4 separate regions of the Sus scrofa genome follow, and regions 1, 2 and 4 are each linked to region 3. The links are chromatin contacts, called in public Hi-C maps. All regions are on one chromosome and are shown on one strand. Each heading gives the region's core, a stretch centred on a gene start, on an enhancer-like site or on the middle of the called end of the contact. The rest is flanking DNA. Distances are from core to core; before and after follow the strand shown. Region 1 holds the start of CDC5L (cell division cycle 5-like protein). Region 2 has its middle 42 kb from the start of TMEM63B. Region 3 holds the start of HSP90AB1 (heat shock protein 90 alpha family class B member 1). Region 4 has its middle 25 kb from the start of TMEM63B.

Region 1 (3,172 bases), core at 574-3,073, 140 kb before region 3:
GTTACACGCTTCATGTAGGAGGCACTCCACAGCCCTATCACCAGAGACTAAAAAAGACTGCAGGACTTTGGCCACTGCATAGGAATCCTGCTGTTACTTATTTTTGCACATCTGTCTCTCTCCCAGAAGTCATCTCTTCTCCAGTTTAAACATCCTGGTTCCCTCCGTGCAAGCTATGAGGCAAGGCTGTCATTAACTTTATTTGAAACTTTGATGCAGCACTGCTACACTTAATCACAGCTTCAACTAAGTATAAACAACAGTTAATCTAACCTACTAGACCCACTCAGCAAACACTAGCCAAACAAATTTTGTTGGGTACTGTCCTAGGTTCTAGATACCAAGATCTGGTCCTGTCCTCTTGCAGTGTTGTCTACTGGGGGAAAGAAATAGCAACTAGCACTTACTGAGCAATTACTATATGCCAGACTGTGTTCTAAAAGTTCCAAATGTAGTGACTCATTTAATTCTCAAGAGAGGGAGGTATTATTACCATCCCCATTAGGAAACTGAGGCTCTGAGAAGTTAATAAATTCACCCACATTCACATAGGAGGATGTGATGCTTGCAAAAAAACAAAGTACACCAAAACAAACGGATAAAAGAGGTGTCATGGGACCAGTGGGGGGGTGCAACTACTTTTCACAAGACGAAAAATTCCAGAAGAGTTTCTGAAATAGTTTTAGAAGGAGGGTCAGAAAGATGCCAAGCGTAGGAGGATATTCCAAGAAGGTGCAAAATGTAAAGATAAAGAGCAAGAAAAGACATGGTGTGCTCTGAAAACTGACAAATTTGGTGCCCTATAAACACAAACCGCACTAAAACCTTATTTCTATTTTACTCCCTCTCTATCATCCTTTGGTTCACGAATGGCATTATCCACTACGTTTCGGGAACCCTGTTTGTCCTATCTGGCTTCTATCCAGGCTGAAGTGGAATGACAGGAAGAGCGAGGCCATGAGATGTGTAGGGAGGGCAGACAAGTTATGCCTTGGTAACAGTCGTGGGGATGCGGGCGTAAATGGGCGCAAATAACCAGGCACTCAAACTGCTTCCCCTCTTCAAGGAAGTCAAGGAAAAAACAAAGTTGTGGCCACAGCACTTCTTCATTTCTGAATATCAGAGAGAGGCACGGTGCCTGGGCTGAGAAATGGGGGTGGCTCAGAAGATCGACTCTCGCTGTTCCTATCTCCCCGACACACCGTGGGTTCCACCAGAACGGAGGGCGCGTCCTCAATTCAACAAATGTTCACTGAGGGCCTAACCAGGGCCCCGCAAGTAATCAAGCAGGTAAATCAAGGTCCCTGTCCTTAAGGTTCTCAGATAACGCTGAGCCCTGCACCGGGTAAAGGTCCGGGGGTCGGCCCCGCACCGCCCCCCACGCAGACCCCGCAGGCATCCTCCCCGCCTCCTGGACCCCCGCGCGCGTGCGCATCAGCAGCCGGAGGGGCGGAGGGCATCCGACGGCGGGAAAAGGGGACTTACCTCGGTATTCCTCCACACACCCCCCTTGATCATAATTCGAGGCATCTTGGCGGCGGAGTGTCTCGGCAAGCAGCCGAGTGGAGATTCAGAGAAGTAGTAACGGCGCTGCGGCCACGGGACCCTAAGGCGCCACTTCCTCTAAGCGCGACCTTCTGCTTTGAAGAGATCTGCGCAGGCGCAAGGGGGTGTTGCGGGGACAGGGTAACAAATCTCGCGAGAACTCAAGTGGCTGAGAGGAAATAAGTGCCTTGCTGTTAAAGCGCTGCTCTAGAAAGACTGACAGAAAAACATCAAACAGCTCTAGCCAAAGCGGCCTATGCCCGGCGCAGGCCCAAAATAGGTGGAGGAAACCACGGCTCTCGCGAGGTGTCAGCGGGGACTGTAGTTTCGTTGGGATTGGCCGTGACGTCACCTAGTGGCAAAGAGTGGGAACGTCGCGCGTGTGGAGTTTAAGCTCGCCCGGTTTAAAAAGAGCTTTGTTAATTTATCAGTTTAGCATGTTATTAGGCATTTAACGCATGGAAATCTATCCACAGAATACACAGGAAAAACCCATTGTTTATTTAAGACCAAATTTCCTAACCTGTAAAATGGAGATAATAATAGTACAACTTCAGAGGGTTGTCCTAAGGATTGGGGGGGGGGGGCGGGGGGAGGGTTAGGACTGCGCCCGCTGCGTTTGGAAGTTCCCAGGCCAGAGATCTAATCAGAGCTATAGCTGCCGGCCTACACCACAGCCACAGCAACGCAGGATCCGAGCTGAATCTGCAACCTGTACCACAGCTCAGGGCAACACGGGATCCTTAGCCCACTGAGGGAGGCCAGGGCTTGAACCTACATGGTCATGGATACTAGTCAGATTCATTTCCACTGCGCCACAACTCCCTGTCCTAAGGATTTAAATGAGATGGTAAACCTAACCATAATATTTGATACATAACAAATGCTCACAAAAGTAGCATAAATCATAGCTGGGGCTGGGATTCAATTCCTGGCCCAGGAACTTCCATATGCTGTGGGGTGGAAAAAATATATATATATTATTACAATAAGGGCAACCCCAAGAGATCAGTGGTTGTTCCAGAAAGCTGCAGAAATGTCATGTCAGAGATTTTCATTCATTGCTATTCAGTTTATGTGGATTAATAGTAGAGCGTTACCATCCACAAACATGAGAAAGGAACTCCTGTCGTGGCTCAGCGGAAATGAATCTGACTAGTATCCACGAGGACGCAGGTTCCATCCCTGGCCTCGCTCAGTGGGTTAAGGATTCGGTGTTGCCATGAGCTGTGGTGTGGGTTGCAGACATGGCTCACATCTGGCAAGGCTGTGGCTGTGGCATAGGCTGGCAGCTACAGCTGTGATTAGACCCCTAGCCTGGGAACCTCCATATACCACGGTGCAGCCCTAAAAAAAAAAAAAAAAAAAAAAAAGATAAAAAATTAGACAAAATCAGGCTGGGTTGAAATCTTGCCTCTCTCATCAGCTTGAGTAATAAACTTGCTGAATGTCAGTATTCTTATCTGAAAAGTGGAGTTAACAATTCATACCTCATAAATTTGAGGGGCAAATTAGTTGACATACCTAAAACCCAATGAGATAGAGATTGCCAAACTGCCACTGTGTTTCCCAGCTACTCAGCGAGTGAACAGTAGAGAAAAATCTCAAAAAGTATTAATAAAATGAG
Region 2 (3,068 bases), core at 479-2,978, 150 kb after region 3:
CGATTTGGTACACGGAAGTGTACTGAATTCAGTAGCAGTGGCTGTGCTCTCGGTCCTGTGCAACCCTCCCCACTATCTAGTTCTGCGCCCTTAAGCGGTCACCCGTCTTCCTCCTCCCCCAGCCCCTGGCAACCTACTACTTTCCGCTGTCTATGAATTCGCCTATTCTGGACGTTTTGTATAAGGGCTTTTTTTCTTTCTTTCTTTTTAGGGCTGCACCTGTGGCATATGGAAGTTCTCAGGCTAGGGGTCCAATCAGAGCTGTAGCCACCGGCCTACACCACAGCCACAGCAACTCGGGATCTGAGCCACATCTGTGACCTACACCACAGCTCATGGCAACACTGGATCCTTAACCCATGGAGCGAGGCCAGGGATCGAACCTGTGTCCTAGTTGGATTCGTTTCTGCTGTGCCACAATGGGAACTCCCATAGATGTTTTTTATTTGTTATTTTTATTAGAGTATAGTTGGATTACAGTGTTGTGTCAATTTCTGCTCTCCAGCAGAGACGCAGTTCCTTTTGTATAAATGGAATCACACGCTATGTGGCCTTTTGTGACTGGCTCAGCATGTGACTCGGCGTGATGTTTTCAAGGCTCATCCCTGTTACGGCAAGTATCAGAATGTCATTCCTTTTTATGGCTGAATACTATTCCGTTGTATGGCCAGACACATTCTGTTGATCCATTTATCGGCTGATGGACACACTCGTCTGTCCATTTTAGCCATTGTGAACAGTGCTACTGTGAACATTCGTGTCCAAGTTTTTGTCTGAACACCTGTTCTCAGTTTTCTTGGTCCCTCCTGGGAGTGGAATTGTTGGGTCATATGGTAATTCTATGTTTAACTTCTTGAGGAGCAGCCAAACCATTTTCCACAGCAGCTGCATCATTCTGCATGCTCACCAGCAGTGTTTGAGGATTCCAGTTTCCCTACCTCCTTGCCAACGCTTGTTACTTTCCTTTTTATAGCCATCCCAGTGGGGGTGCAGGGGTATCTCATTGTGGGTTTTGTTTGCATTTTCCTAATGATGAATGACACTGCTCATCTTTACCCTGAACCCCTCGGGGGGCACGAAGCAGGTCCCTCACTCTCTCCAGGCCTCGGTTTCCTTGCTTCCAAATCAGAATACATCTAAGGAGGAAGTGAGGATGAAGCAAGTGAACCAGGCAAAGCATGTAGCATCCATGCCAGGCACGCACCAGGGACTCCTCGACCATCCCCGGCAGTTGCAGGCCTGCCTTTGCTCAGATAGGGGAGAGGCTGGCTGCTCCGGAGACCCTCCTGGCTCTGACCAGCTGCTTCCCTCTGCCTCGACCACCCAGGACTCCACGGGGATCCACGACCCTTCAAGGCTGGGCCATAGCTGATTTCCATTCAGCCCAGAAGACGTTTACAGAGTGGAGCAGATCCCCCAGGACCTCTTTTTCCAAGAGCACCCCCTGCTCTCTGTGCCTTCTCCATTCTGTGTGCGCTGTCTGCAGGCTGCCTTTAGTTACCAGAGCAGAGAAGTTCCTAGAAGGTTATCCCCCCCAGGTGGCCCTTAGCCAATAATTGGGGTGCAGGAAGGAAGACCCAGATCCCTTGCCTGGGGTGGGGACAACTTTTACTCCAGGGTCCCCCCTCTGCGGGGCACCCTTTCTGGCCTCCTCCTCTCCTGTCCTGCTCCCCCAGCCCCTCTCAGGTCCTCTGGGAGCACTCCCTTAGGAGATCACTCAGCTAAAATTCCCCCACTGGATCTGTTTCTGGAGAACTGGACTTCAGGCACGGAGCACCTCTGGTGTGCCAAGCCCTTTGGAGAAAGCCCAGATAGACAAAGATCAACAAGATGCAGCTTCTTTCCCAGTGGAGCCCGTAGCTTGGTTGGGGCTGGTGCTGACAGCAGCAGTAATGCGAATAGCCAGTGTTGTGTACCTACTATGTACCAGACACCAGGCTGAAGGTTTTACAGACATTGCTTCATTTAAACCCTGTAACGCCTCTGTGCGGGGCATGCTGTCATCATCCTCAGTTTACAGGGGGAAAAACCAAGACCCAGAGAGGTTAATTCGCGTGGATCTGGGGTTGCACAGCTTGGAGGCGGCAGCGTTCACCCTGAGCCCTGGCCTTTTCTGCCTCCAGAGACCACACACTTGACCATTTCGCTGTGTGCCATTGCTTTGCAGAGGGACCAGCTTTGGGGGGAGGGGAGGGGCTACCCATCTGTTTCTGCTTTAAGGGAGACTGGAGGGTCTCCAGGGCTGCGCTGTGATTGGTGGAGAGGGTGTTTCACAGGTAATTTGTCACTGACCTTGGTTAACTTTGTGGGAATGATTCCAATTAAGAAGGAAAAAAAGAGGAGGTCCTGGAAACGAATCTGACTAGGAACCATGAGGTTTCGGGTTCGATCCCTGGCCTCGCTCAGTGGGTTAAGGATCCGGTATGGCCATGAGCTGGGGTGTAGGTTGCAGATGCGGCTCAGATCCAGTGTTGCTGTGGATGTGGTGTAGGCCAGAAGCTGAGGCTCTGATTTGACCCCTATCCTGGGAACTCCCATATGCCATGGGTGTGGCCCTAAAAAAAGAAAAAATAAGTTAAAGAAAAAGAAGGAAAAAAGGGAATTCAAGGCCACCTCTCCGATAGTGTCGCCTCTGCTCACTTGTTTCCACTCTGTTTTCCTGAGGAAGAGACACATGGAGGTCCCACCCCAGGCCAGTGCTGGCTGCCCCGCCCATGAACGTGGGTGCAAACTGGGTGCCAGCTCTGCCTTGCCTGGACTCCCCACCATCTGAATTCCCAGGAGGCCGACGGGGGCAGGTGCCCCAGGCTCCCATGGGTGAAGGAGACATGGCCTGTGCCCCTTTGTGATCGAGTCCTTCCTCCTCTGTATCAACAACCACCAGACCCCCGAGAGCTCAGATGCACCAGCTCAGAAGAAGCCAGGCTTTCGCTCTCTGAGTGTGTGCTGGGGTGATTGAGAGTTCAGACTCCAAGCAGACAGTGTGGGATCAAATCCTAGCTCTGCTGTTTACAAACTGAGTGGCTTTGGGAAAGTTACTCATCCGCTCAGTGCTCAGTTTTCTCATC
Region 3 (3,082 bases), core at 325-2,824:
ACAATAAAGACACTAAGAGGTTCAGTTCAAGTTGTTCTGAACCGAGTACTGAGATGCAAGACCTTTCCTTTAAAGACTTCAGGCTGCGCCCTCAGTCTGAGAATAAGAGGGGCGGGGGGGGGGGGGGCTGCTAATACAGCCCCCAAAATGCCTTAAGGTCTCTTAAGCATTTTGTTAGGATGTTAGGCGATCCATCCACGGATCAGCAGCCTCTCATCACCTGGTAATCTCTTAGGCATGCAGAGTACCTCGCCCAACCCCGGTTTCTTAAATGTGAATAAGCAGAAGACCTACATACATATTCAAATGTACAAATTAGTAACTACGGTTCTACCATTTCTGGTGGAGGGGAGGGAGCCCCCCCCCCAAACAGACCAGTTTTACCTTAAAGGGGCTATCATTTGAAACTGCTCTCCCTTCACCTCCAGGAAGATGTGAAATTGCTACCTCACGTGGTAAGGGAGGCTAACGCGAGAGAATCGTGGGATACCCACTTGGGATGCCATTAAGACAAAGAACCGATAAAGCAAAAGGCTCCACTCTGTCCCTGTAGCACACGTGACTGAGGTACAGGACCAAACCAAATACAACTAAGATGGTGGCGTAGTCCGCGGGGCCGACGCTCGTCGATGCCGGACATGCGTCGGCCAGGACCACGCGAGGAGGGGGCGCCACCGCGCAGCCTCCCTTCGCCTCAGCATCCGGGCACCAGGGCGGGGCGCCGAGTTCCAGAACCTTCCAGAACAATTCCAGCCAACGGGGAGAAAAGAGGACGACGAAGAAATGCTCCCATAAATTCTCAAGCCTGCCTCCTCCGCTACCCCTCCACCCTGACTGCAGGAATGAGCTCGAAGCAGGAAGCACGATGGGCCACTGGAGCTCCAAAGCATCCTTTGCCGCAAACCCTCACACTAAGGACTAGAAAAACTCCCTTCTATAAAAGAGATGGCAAAACCTACCCAGAACCATGCTGTGCTGAGTCACACCGGGCCCGCACACCCACCAACCTTGCCCACCCTCTGGCGCCCCGTAGTCGCGTCCGGAAGTAGAGGGGCAAACATGGCAGCGTCCCGGGCCGGCGCGGCTACCACGTGTAGCCGCCCAGTCCCCCAGCCCCACTCGCCCAGGCCTAACAGCCGCCTAGAAGGCCCGACACCAAGCATGGAAGGAAAAGCTAAACTCGAGAGCTCCCTTCCACCCACCCTCTAAAAAAATTGGGAGCGTTGTCCAGCAAACCGCCCCAGCACGACAAAAACTTGGGTCTCAGAAAGGACAGAATGGACGAAAGCAACCTGAAATTTAACCAGAAATGCCTTAAGAGTGCAACCTTACCTTAAAGGATAAGGATCACAAACACCACAAAGCTGAGCGGGGAAGGACTGCCTCCGGCTCTCACGCCAGAACAAGGCTGCGCGGGGGGTGACTCAAGAGAACGGCTGTGAGACCCCAGTCGCTTTATATAAGGCGAAGCACACCTTCGCTGCCCGCCCCCAGATCCCTCCGCCTTAAAGGAGGCTGTCTGTCAGCCCCGCACCTGCCGCTGCCCGCCCACCTTTACGTCATGGTCCAAAATAGGGGAGGGGGCGGTGAAGAGCAAGGGCGCGCATGTGTAGACTTTTTCTTAGTCCCATCTCCGCGTCCTGAAGACAGGACACCACCAGAGCTAGATGTTGGGTATACTCATAGGACAAATGCCGTGGCTCTAGGGAACAGAATCCCCGCTGACCTCAGTAAAAACCTGTAGAGCAGGTGCCTCCACACCAAAGAATCCCAGAGGAACACCTGAAAGGGGACCAACTACTCCCACCTATGCTCCCTCCCTGCTACAATCTTCCTTACACATTCCTACTGCCCAATAAGGGGAAAGGGTCCTTTCCGGGGACACTGGGGAATTTGAAGCCGAACTTTGGGCAGCCCGCGAACCCTGGCACTCCCAGGGGACAATGGGCAGTGCCAGCGTCTCGCTGCGGGGCGTGGCTTCCGCTGCTAGAAGGTCGCCGGCTCGGGTGTGGAGGGCACTCTTTGTCTGCAAGCGGCGGAAGGAGCGACAGTGGCGGTGCTGCGATCTTCCAGCAGTTTCCAGATCCGCCTCTACGGTCCTGTCCCGCCCCGCCCCGCCCTCTTCCCTTGGGGCTCCACCCCTTTTTCTGCGGACTGGGCTGTGCCTCTGCGGCGGCTCCGCCTCTCCAACGTTATGCTTGAATCTCCGGGAGAGGTGGGCAACTTCGATCCTATGTTGCTGGCGGGCAACTACACCCGGCACCCTCTTCGCCACCCGCCAGACCCAGCTCGCTCAGCATTGCGTCCAGGGTGGGGTGGAACAGGGATGATCCCCCCTTTCTCCCCCGTCAGTCACACAGCACACGGGTTATTGGGGCGGCTCTGCGAGAACCGCCTTCGGAGCCGAGACTGAGGGTGGCGTCGCTACCTGAGAAACCCTCCCCAGCCTCTGCAGCCGCCCACGCGTGTCGCACGCAGGGGCATGCACATACAATCTGGTTTCCTTTTCTTTTTACAAAAATTCTTTCCCCTCCTGCAACTGTCTAGGTCTGGGGAGGGGAGGATCTCCAGGGACCCCCGCTGGGTGGCGGGGGTTCTAGGAGGTGGCATGAAGACACCAGCGCCTTCATGCTGGCCAAAGGGCTGCTCGCTCCTGGCGGGCAGAACCAGGTTGTTCCCCTTCAGCTGCTGCGGCGCCGGAGCCCCCAAGCCAAGCGCCGGCCCAGCTGCCTCGCCTGGCCCTGCCGCTTTTGCTTGCCTTCGGGGCGGGTACGCTGTCCTCGCCTTTCCAAGGCCTCATCTCTGGAGCTCACCCGCCCCACAGCCCCTCCGGGAGAGAATGACCGCTCCCTGCGCCGTGACCTTGTGGATGCCCAGCAACTCCCTCAACTCCCTTCGTGGCCCACTTTGTCCGCCCCTGGAATGCTTGGGAGAGGGATACCTCCGACCCGCAGACCTCCCTCGGCAGCCCTGGTGTGCAGTCTTGTAGCACTTCTTTGTCCAGCTGTTGAACTCCAAAGAACAAAGGACCCTCGCGTTCCTTTTCCTTGCCCCACACTCCTGACTTCATCACCCGTGCCAC
Region 4 (3,244 bases), core at 90-2,589, 130 kb after region 3:
CTGCCCATTACCCTGACTTGAGCCGCAGAGGAGGAGCAGGTGGTGAGTCTAGAAAGCTGCAGCTTATGGAAGGTGGAGAAAGACCAGCAGAGTCAAGGCCATCAGAGCAGTGAGGCATCTGGCCCAGGGTGCACATGGAGGGGCTCGGACCATGCGAGCAGCTCTGGGCTGGGAGTCCTGGTCAGCTGCTCATGGAGTTGCCCACAGGTTGAACCTCCTTGGTGAGTCAATTTTCCCAGATATTTATTTATCTATTGCTTTTTAGGGCTTCCCCTGTAGCATATGGAGGCTCCCAGTCTAGGGGTCCAATCGGAGCTGTAGCTGCTGGCTTACCCCACAGCCACAGCAACACCAGGTCCGAGCTGTCTCTGTGCCCTACACCACAGCTCACGGCAACACTGGATCCTTAACCCGCTGCGTGAGGCCAGGGATTGAACCTGCGTTCTCATGGATCCTAGTCAGATTTGTTTCACATGAGCCACGAAGTGAACTCCCTATTTTATTTATTTATTTATTTTGCTTCTTAGGGCTGCACCCACAGCATATGGAGGTTCCCAGGCTGGGGGTCGAATTGGAGCTGCAGCTGCCAGCCTACACCACAGCCACAGCAACGCCGGATCCTTAACCCACTGAGCAAGGACAGGGATTGAACCCTTATCCTCACAGACACTGTGTAGGGTTCTTAACCTGCTGAGCCACAACCAGAACTCCTGTCCCTGCTCATTCTCCATGACTGTCCTAGCAGTGGCACAGGCAACCTTCCTGCCTTACAAATCTCACAACTTTGGACTCACTTCTGGGTTTGTCCTGCTCTTCCCTGTCTGTTTCCAGTTTTCACAAAGTGCCGCCCATGCTCCCGTAGCACAACAGTCCTTCTGCTCTATCCAGGGCCCCAGCCCAGGCTGGGCGCTCAGCTGCCCCGTCGCTGTGATCACCCAGCCGCCCCCAGAGGAGGCGGCCCTCGGTGTAAAATCCCATCCGGAGGCCTGGGGTCTTGGGGCAGGGAAGAGAAACCACTGTGCTGAGAAAGCAATGGACTGGGGGCCTACTTTGTGCCAGTTTTGGTTCAGGCACTTTACACACACTCTGGGGACCATGGGGACACTGCAGTCATGGTGCCTAAGTGATGGCTGAGAAACTGGCTGAGAGGAGTTAGGGGACAGGTGATCGGGGCGGCTGGGGTTTGAAGTCAGTCCACGTGACCTCACAGCTCCTGCTCCTTTTGCCGCACCGACTGTGGTGGAAATATTTCTTGGTAACCTGCCCTCCCTCAGCTATTAAAATCCACCTTCCGGAAGCTCCAGCTGGCCGGGCACTGAGGAAGCTCACAGTCACTTCCAGTTGCCTCTGAGGTCAGCTCCCTCCAGCCAAGGGCAGCCCTTCCCGCTGGAGGCCCGCTCCCGGCCCTGTTATCAGCAGTTTCCTGTCCCTCGAAGCCTGGGCAGCTACACTGGCTAAGGGCAAGGCCTCTGCCTCCCATGCTGTGCACCCAGCCAACTGTGGGTTCCCCGTGGTCCCTGTCACACTGTGCAGCCCTCGGCCCCCAGTCCCCAATTGGTTCCCAGATGGAGAGGGTGGGTCCTCCCCCTGAAAACCCAGGCCAAGGCAGCCCAGCAGAGGCCAGGCTTTACCTGCCCATCCTTTTAGGGTGAGGTGGGGTGTGTCCCATCTGGAGGCCACGCCTCACTTTGCTTCCCCAGCCCCGTCTGCTGGACCGCTGCCTTTCCATCAGCACAGGCCATGCTGGGCCCACAGCTTAGCCTGGGTATGGCTTTGACCTGGAATGTCCTTTACTCCTGGAGTGGTGGCCAGGCATCCTTTGGAGCCCTGTTCAGACATCTCATCGGTGAAATTCTGCTCTGCTGGCATTGATTGTCCCTAACTTGCTTCTCAAAGTCCGTCTTGCCCCTTTCCACATTGCTCTGTGCCTGCGAGGCTAACTTGTATGATTGCACCTGCACCCGCCCCCTGCCCTCTGATTTCTACCCGGGCTTTGCCGTTGGGATCACCAGCAAGAGCTCAAAAGACCAGAGGGAAGAGAGGTTTTGGGGTCTTTGGCACTGCCCCTGCGTTCTCTCCCTGCAGGGCTGACCACATCCCTCGAGCATGTGTCATGGCTTCTCACAGCAGCTCCCTCCTGGGTGTGTCAGACCTGGGGCACAGTGGTACCCACTGCCCTGGCTCTCACCTTTGTAAATCATCCCTTTCTTTGTCAAGCCCTCCTCAGATGATCTTAGCTTGGATGCCCACCTGTATCTGCTCAGACCACCCTGCCTGCTACAAAAGTTTATGTAGGTGCCCAGATGGGTGAAGGATGGTCCCTGCCCTGGAGAAGCTGGTGGGATGGGTTCATTGGGTGGTAAGTGCCAGGATGCCCATGTGCCATGAAGCCATTGGTCTGGGAGATTCAAAGAGTCTTCCAAAGGAAATCTCTGGGCGCTGGAAGGTTGGTCAGAGGCAAGTGACAGAAGCGTGAGTGCCAGAGTTCCAGTTATGGCTCAGTGGGTTAAGAACCCGACTAGTATCCATGAGGATGTGGATTTGATCCTTGGCCTTGCTCAGTGGGTTAAAGATCCAGCTTTGCTGTGAGCTGCAGTGTAGGGTGCAGATGCAGTTTGGATCCCGCATTGCTGTGGCTATGGCGTAGGCCAGCAGCTATAGCTCTGATTCAACCCCTAGCCTGGGAACTTCCATATGCCGCCATAAAAAGAAAAAATTAAAAAAAAAAAAAGCACAAACAGCTTTCATCCCAGCCCAAGCCCAAGGTATGACACCCAGCGGGGTGTACAGGGACCTGCCAGCATTTTGGGGGCCCTAGAGGGTGGCGGTGGGTGAGGAGGCAGGCAGGCCCGGCCAGGAGCTGGGACTGGGATCTGCCACTGCCCTGCTTTGCGCAGCCGGGGGCGCCTCATCTCAGATGTGCATTACTTGGATGGCCCAGTGCTGGGCAGGGACCGCTCTAAGGGAGGGCATGAGGGGCTGGCCAGAGGGCAGGAAACCTGTAAGTTCAAGAGCTGATGCGAATGCTAGGGCAGGGATGGAGGATGGCAGCGAAGAACTATCTGGGGGGAGGTAGGTGTTTATTTCGGGGAGCGTGGCCTAGGGAAGAGTCACTCTGGGAGACAGGGCAGGGGTCCAGATATTCAGGTTGGCACAACCAGGGTATTTGGGATGTTTGTAGTCAGAGGAACTGTGTGAAGGAGGGCCGGTGGGGAGGGGAGGGGCAACACGGGGGAAGATGCTT

The links. A called contact is a pair of places that touch in the nucleus more often than the background predicts.
Region 1: a Hi-C map of liver shows a contact between it and region 3, with 6 times the contacts expected there. The contact joins the promoter of CDC5L here to the promoter of HSP90AB1 in region 3. A contact is called at or near these places in 2 of 47 Hi-C or Micro-C datasets (heart right ventricle and liver) and 1 of 2 datasets of contacts at active chromatin or transcription factors (alveolar macrophages).
Region 2: a Hi-C map of skeletal muscle shows a contact between it and region 3, with 2.9 times the contacts expected there. The contact joins the enhancer-like site here to the promoter of HSP90AB1 in region 3. A contact is called at or near these places in 2 of 5 promoter capture datasets (fetal liver and fetal skeletal muscle), 17 of 47 Hi-C or Micro-C datasets (blood, embryonic fibroblasts, fetal heart ventricle and 10 more) and 2 of 2 datasets of contacts at active chromatin or transcription factors (alveolar macrophages and skeletal muscle).
Region 4: a contact with region 3 is called in a Hi-C map of skeletal muscle, with 5 times the contacts expected there. The contact joins the enhancer-like site here to the promoter of HSP90AB1 in region 3. A contact is called at or near these places in 2 of 5 promoter capture datasets (fetal liver and fetal skeletal muscle), 18 of 47 Hi-C or Micro-C datasets (blood, embryonic fibroblasts, epiblast stem cells and 11 more) and 2 of 2 datasets of contacts at active chromatin or transcription factors (alveolar macrophages and skeletal muscle).

The regions. Positions count from the first base shown.
Region 1 is chr7:39,383,048-39,386,219 of Sscrofa11.1, reverse strand. CDC5L (cell division cycle 5-like protein) reads right to left here and starts at 1,823. Exons shown (of 16, transcript XM_001929597.6): 1 at 1,486-1,823. The coding sequence starts at 1,530.
Region 2 is chr7:39,094,036-39,097,103 of Sscrofa11.1, reverse strand. No RefSeq gene overlaps it. Among named protein-coding and RNA genes, the nearest start is that of TMEM63B, 42 kb to the left of the region's middle. Within about 2 kb of position 1,728, at least 3 of the 83 cell types and tissues checked have an H3K27ac peak or open chromatin away from gene starts, as enhancers often do. A contact at or near this core is called in fetal skeletal muscle and skeletal muscle, where this site is marked.
Region 3 is chr7:39,242,266-39,245,347 of Sscrofa11.1, reverse strand. It overlaps HSP90AB1 (heat shock protein 90 alpha family class B member 1), which reads right to left and starts at 1,574. Exons shown (of 12, transcript NM_001244433.1): 1 at 1,333-1,574.
Region 4 is chr7:39,110,611-39,113,854 of Sscrofa11.1, reverse strand. No RefSeq gene overlaps it. Among named protein-coding and RNA genes, the nearest start is that of TMEM63B, 25 kb to the left of the region's middle. Within about 2 kb of position 1,339, at least 1 of the 83 cell types and tissues checked has an H3K27ac peak or open chromatin away from gene starts, as enhancers often do. A contact at or near this core is called in skeletal muscle, where this site is marked.